Regions from separate parts of the Capsicum annuum genome. Here region 1 is linked to region 2. Evidence: chromatin contacts called from public Hi-C data. All regions are on one chromosome and are shown on one strand. Each heading gives the region's core, a stretch centred on a gene start, on an enhancer-like site or on the middle of the called end of the contact. The rest is flanking DNA. Distances are from core to core; before and after follow the strand shown. Region 1 holds the start of LOC107866942 (purple acid phosphatase 2). Region 2 overlaps LOC107866939 (sec-independent protein translocase protein TatB).

Evidence for each region. Hi-C and Micro-C count contacts between places; a contact is called where the count stands out from the background.
Region 1: a Hi-C map of leaf shows a contact between it and region 2, with 2.7 times the contacts expected there. The contact joins the promoter of LOC107866942 here to the enhancer-like site in region 2. A contact is called at or near these places in 2 of 5 Hi-C or Micro-C datasets (leaf and placenta).

What each region holds. Positions count from the first base shown.
Region 1 is chr4:226,643,039-226,646,411 of UCD10Xv1.1, reverse strand. It overlaps LOC107866942 (purple acid phosphatase 2), which reads right to left and starts at 1,342. Exons shown (of 8, transcript XM_016712990.2): 1 at 1,001-1,342; 2 at 89-289. The coding sequence starts at 1,186.
Region 2 is chr4:226,568,788-226,572,118 of UCD10Xv1.1, reverse strand. LOC107866939 (sec-independent protein translocase protein TatB) reads right to left here. Exons shown (of 4, transcript XR_001673066.2): 4 at 2,934-3,331. Among protein-coding and RNA genes, the nearest start is that of LOC107866939, 8.6 kb to the right of the region's middle. Within about 2 kb of position 1,253, at least 2 of the 5 cell types and tissues checked have an H3K27ac peak or open chromatin away from gene starts, as enhancers often do. A contact at or near this core is called in leaf, where this site is marked.

The sequences.
Region 1 (3,373 bases), core at 93-2,592, 74 kb before region 2:
CAAGATCAAGAATATAGTTATCTTAAGCATTTCTAATCGTTCAATACAGAAGCGACAGACAACAAGCTCATATAGAATTACATTGTACCTCCAGATCGTTGATGGTACAGTGATGAATATATCCAGACGTGTAATTGCAGTACTTGTAGCGAACAACAAAGCCCTCAGCAGAGCTCTTCACACAACTATTTTCGGTCCAATAGAGGACTGTATTTGCGCCCGGTTCATTAGGTGTAGTCCAAGAAACGATCACACCCTTTCCATCATGATCACCTTGTGTTATGTAGACCTTCAAGATCCACATTCATTTCATCGGATGAGCTAAACCGAAATACACAAGTTGGCACCAAAGTAAAGCAACAGCAAGAACATCAACTATAAATGACAACAGATAAGTAAGCATGCTCAATCCATGAATGTAATGAACCCCAACACCTATGTTATAGCATCTTGAAGCCTAAATAGCTATATTGCTCGAACTTTTCAAAATGGTTGACAGGCGCTTGTTGAATCCTCCAAAAGACACCAGTGCGACAACATTTTTAAAGAGTCCGAACAGCATAGCGAAGCAGAATCATTCCACTATTATGATTTTAAAACATAGTTCAATAATTAAAAGGTTGGGAAGATCCCTCCACAAAGTCGATTGTTTGACAAGGAACAATTAACCAAATAAAAAATCATTTTTCAGTAAGGAACTAAAAAGACAGAAACTTAGAAATAATAACCAATGAATCAATCATAACTCTTCAATTCTACATTAATTAGAACTTTTTCTACAGTAAAGTCAACTTAACCTCGGATTATACTTTCCTAAGCTCATATATAGAAGCAGATCCAAAATTTAAAGTTTATGAGTTCGAAATTCTAGTCCTTTAAAGTTACTTAATTCTAATTATACATATTCAATAAATTTCGTAAGATAAATACATAATTTGAGCTAAAATTACTAGGTTTGATCGAACACGTAAGTTAGTAGTTGAAGAGAAAACATTAGAACCTGCTGGGGAGCATTGTAACCATGTGGCACTTGAAATACATCACTGTCCAATGGCATATCAACATTAGAATTATAATTTCTCACATAATCACTAGTTATTCCACCCACACACAACTGAATTTTGGTAATCAAAATTAAGCCTATTAGTAAACATAGAAATCCAGAATAAACACTCTGCTCAACCATTTCTTTGATTTGAATTAAAGCTCAAACAGCTTCTTGCTTTATGTTTTTCTTTTTTTAAATTTTTTTTATATATTTATAGACTTGTTTGGTTATGTTTATGGTCTTAGTTGAAATTAAATGAAGCTCCACGTATAGGCAAAAATGTCCACATTTTGTATTTTACTTATTATAGTGATAGATAGATAGACATCTCTATGATGTAAAGAGGTGGAAAGAATATTCATTATTCCTTAGGAATATCTGCTGATGAAATGCCGCCATTTAAACTACATAATCTTAGTGAGTTAAACAATTTCATTTATTTGGACGTTATTTTAATATTCTAGTTATATAAAGTTATGTTTGATACTAATAGTTTCTACTGTGGTTTATAATAATGTAGACTTCATTTTATCATCAAAAAGAAAATTATACTATATCTGACTTTGAGCTGTAAATTACATGCATTGATCATTATACTCTTAGACCCCGTTTGACCATGAAAATCATAATTTTTTGGAGTTAGAGTTGAAGTTGGAGTTGTGTTTGACCATGAATATAAATTAAAGTTATTTTTGAAATTTTAAAAGAGAAGTATGAGTGAAAAAAGCAAACACCATAATTTTTATTTTTTTCACTAAAATAAAATATTTTTCAAAAAAAAAGTAAAAAATTACTCATGACTAAACGGCTACTTAATTGTGCGCTTGAAATACCAAAATGAGTTTAGCCCAATTCACTTTTTTCAAACCAATTATACTATGGATCTAGCCCAATTTGTTTCCCATACCTTTGGGCTCAAGAAAAAAATGGGCCTTTCAAAGAATTAATTCTTTCGGAATTCTATCAATAATCACTATGCTTATAATACCTCGCAAATCATCATAGTATTTTGAGAAAACATCCAATTACCTCATGAACTATACCAAAAAAGGTTATGACATATCTCAACTTAAAGGTGGTCCTATTACTCCCTGAACTAATTAAAAGTATAATTTTGACACCCTTAGTGCCTACGTGGCACATACGTGACACACACGTGTGCCTACGTGGACACTTCAGTGTGTTGTACCACGTATGTACCACGTAGGCACTAAGGGTATCAAAATTACACTTTTAATTAGTTCAGGGGGTAATAGGACCTCCTTTAAGTTGAGATGAGTCATAGCCTTTTTGGGTATAGTTCAGGGGGGTAATTGAGTATTATCTCTAATATTTTCAATGTAAAAATTACATATATAACGACATGTTTACTAGTATTTACTAAAAATCTCAACTATTTCCAAAATCTCATAAAATCCCAACTTTTGACCTTTGATGATACATGTTAATTAACTTAGATACATACCACGGATTCATATTTTAATTAGACAAACTGGCACGTTTTAAGGGAGGTAACAGATAATTTTGCATTAAAACAACAATTAAGCCAACTATTTATGGTAAAAACAAAATAAAATCCCACGATTTATGGTAATTAATTTGTTATTCCACCATTCTAAAGAAAAACCTTTCCATAATCTGTTTTGAAACTGCAAAAACTTTATACGACTTGTTCAAGAAATTCATACGACCATTTTTATTAATTTATTTGTGTATTTGAAATGAATATTTATGTGCTGTTACGTCATTCCATTGTTTGGGTTAACGAAATCAACTATATGGGCTATAAGAGAGATGGAATCGTGGTCAGTGAACATGTAACTTACGAAAAAACTGATTTTGACAATTGCCGATGAACTGGAAATCGATGAAACCCAAAAAAAATTGAGGCTCGTTACATTGTTGAAGAAAATGTTTGTCCGTTGTTGATTCGTAGTGAAATGAGTGTGAAGCTGTATGTCGGAATTAAGAAAACTGAGCGTGGTTTTGGGACGGATCCACTAATTATCACTGCATTCAATTTATATGCCAACAGATCGGACAAGAAAAGGTATGTTATGTTTTTTATGTATCAGTTGTTGCTAATTATTTGTACGTTAATTTTATTTTGTATCTAACGTTTGGTTGATTATTGTTTTACAGAAATTTTTTGTCCTTATGTTAATAAGGCCGAGATACATTTTTTTGAGCTCATGATATATTTTGCTCATCTTGTATCTGAGTTTATAAAGTTCTGTTTAATTATGTATCACGTTATGTTTTAGTTTTATCTATTGCAACATACGAAACAAACATAATATTTTTATTTTAGATACATGTTGTACA
Region 2 (3,331 bases), core at 4-2,503:
TCTCTAATTTGAACAAACAATTACATGATTAATTCAAAGGAGAATGGAATTGAACTCATACGTGAATAATCTTACCAAAAGATATTCAAGAGAGATCCAATGTAGAGACAAAGGGATAAACCCACAAACTCATCAAAGAGTGTTCAATCTAAAAATGTAGTCTAACCTAAAATATGCTCATCATATTCTATTTCTACTTCTAGGGTAAGCTAATATATGAAAAGACATAAATTCCCTTGATTTAATGTGCATTATATTATGACTAAAAAGGACCCTAAAATATCATGTTAATGTTCTATTATGTTGATTCTTGGCTTTCCATACTCTCTTGAAATACTTCACATTTTTTTTGTCAAGTTGAAATCCATCTATGCAATTAGCACTTTCTGAACTTGCATCAAGACTATTTTTAACTAGTGCCATTGTAAAAGAATTTATAAACTAAAAGTGAGATGAAAGAATGACCTTATAAAAATCTAATATTTTTAGGGGGGAGAGTAATCTTGATAAATTCAATACTAGAATCACTGCCTACTTATGTAATGTCTTTACTTCCCATCCCAGCTAAGGTTGAAGATAGACTTGACAAGCTGAGAAGAGATTTTCTGTGGTTGGGAAACAAAGAAGGAAAAGGCCTGCACTTAGTTAAATGGCAGAATGTAAAGTTACACAAGCAGTCTGGTGGCCTTGGTATCAGAAATTTGAGATTACAAAACAAAAGTCTTCTTTCAAAATGATTATGGAGGTTCACTACTGAGACACACGTTTTGTGGAGGGAGGTGATAGTATGTAAATATGGTTTGGAAGGGAATTGGTGCTCCAACTTAGTGAACAACACCTATGGTGTCTCGATGTGGAGAACAACTAGGAATTTATGGCCTGACCTATCCAGAAATATTGCTTACAAGGTGGGATCTGGTACTAAAACCTTGTTTTGGAAGGAGAATTGGATCGGAAATGTGACGTTGATGGAAATGTTTCCAGATCTTTTCTCCTTGAGAACTAACTCAGAAGAGACAGAGGCTAAAGTTCGGTCACAGCAGGGATGGAACATAGCTTTCAGAAGATTCCTTAATGATTGGGAGATTGGAAAAGTTAATGAGCTACTTAAAGTCTTGAATGGATGCACAGAACTATCAGAAGAGGAAGACTCAATCAAATGGAGGCACAATAGAGATGGGATGCTCTCAGTTAATAGATTATACACCAGGGAAGTGAAGGAGCTACAAGGTTGCAGGATAGGGCCCTGGAAGAAGATCTGGAAGACCAAGATACCAACCAAGATAAAGTGTTTCTCTTGGTTGGTGGCCAGGAGGGCTTGTTCTACACATAAGAGATTGAAAAAGAAAGGTCTCCAGATTGTATCTTGGTGTTCTCTATGTAATGAGGTAGAGGAGACTTATAGCCACCTGTTTCTACATTGCAGAGTGCCAACAAGATTGTGGAACCTATTTTTGGGTGTTACACAGATGGATCATGCCAGAACATACATCAGACCTTCTTAGTTGCTGGATCAGAAGAGGAGGGAGCAAAACTCAAAAGAAGTGGTGGAACATAATACCATCATGCATTTGGTGTTCTATTTGGAAGGAAAGAAACAACAGGTGCTTTGAAAACAAGGCTAATCCAATTGATAAAGTCAAATGGTTATGTATGTCTACCTTTTATTTCTGGTGTAAAGTAGAAGGATTAGAAGAAGATTCACAGATTAGAGAATTTATAGGAAACCTGTAATCTATTTTATTTTCTGGTTTTTTGCTGTGAAACAATTTTTTGGAGGTCTCCTGCATTATCCTCAATGCTGATGAATACAACATTACCTTTATCAAAAAAAAAAATCTAGCATTTTAGAGATTGAATCCAAATAGTTAAGTCTTCCAACACATGCTTTAAACTACACTGCTCACTTTATTCACTATACAGAGCTACTAAAGATTTTTGTGGGGATAAGTAAATAGACACGCTTCCTTACAAAAAAGGTGAAAAAGACAGGCTTCAACATGAATTCAGGTTTTTCATTCTACTTAAGAAGTTTACATATTGAAATTTTTCACAAATGAATCAACTAGATAGTTTAACAATCGTACCATGATCCTGGAATTTACAGAAAGATCAAAAGTGTTTTCGTGCGTCGGTTAAGATCGCTGGGATTTTCACTCTAATTAAAGTGATGACAAAACCTTGTAAGAGAACATGCAGATGCAGACATTGCAAAAAGTAAGGCCACTTAAAAGGTAATCTAGACAAATAATTATGTTAGTACCATGAGTAACTGGAAGATACATATCATTTGAAGTAATTTGAACATTCATGTTTGGGTCTTGGTGGATTATGGTGAAGGACTAAAGCAGAAACAGCCAACAACAAGCAGCTTTCCACTTATACACTCCACATATTTTAATCTGTTAAAGTCTAACCCATCAATTTAAAAAGAAAAGGCAAGTAAAATGGCCTCATTGATTCTAAAACGCCATTTCAGTCTCTAAAATATAAAATGCAAGTCACGGAAGCTACTAGTTATTACACTTATTTGTCATATCAATTCAAATCCACCACAAACACGAGATTGATAGAAGGAAGAATTAGGGCATTTCTGTGTACATAATATTAGCTACTCCATGACACATACAAGAGAAGCAAACGGAGCTATGCTCAGGAAAAGCTGAGGTCCACAAACTTGAAGTCACATGTTAAATACTTCACGGAAGCAGGGGTTAGTTGTAGTTGTTTATATATTGTCAAATGCAGGTAGCTTTCTACCTATTATTGATGTGTACTCATCACTTGACTACAAAAAACTGGCATCTTTCCTGTCAAAAAAAGTGTATGATAGTTGGCCATTTATTCCAACCCAGTCAGTGGTAGACAAACTGAGAAGCATGACTATTATACCCATAGGGTAGCTGTTCTCTAGCATCTTAGCAGAAAGGACAGAATAAACTTCAATGTAGAATTGAACAAGATCAATGACATTAAGTAGTGAGCAGCAATCATTTTCTTTGCGATGTAGCAAAAATACAGGTACATCTGTTCAGTATGACGTGGACAACATTAGTGGAAAGAGTACTTGTCAGATAAACGATCATGAGTGCCCGAAATTCTGTCTCTGCATCTCCAAATCCTCTCAACCTGCTATTTGTTGAAACCCGCAGAAAAAAGAAATCTACAGTTTGGCACCTTAATTATAAGCTCGAACATTTCTTTGCATTCACAAATACTGAAAAATCCATCGAATAAGCACACTACCCTAGGCGAAGGCTCCAAAGGAAGCGTCCTCTATCAAGTAAAAACCTCTGCATAAATGTTGATGACACAGCATTCTTATCCTAAG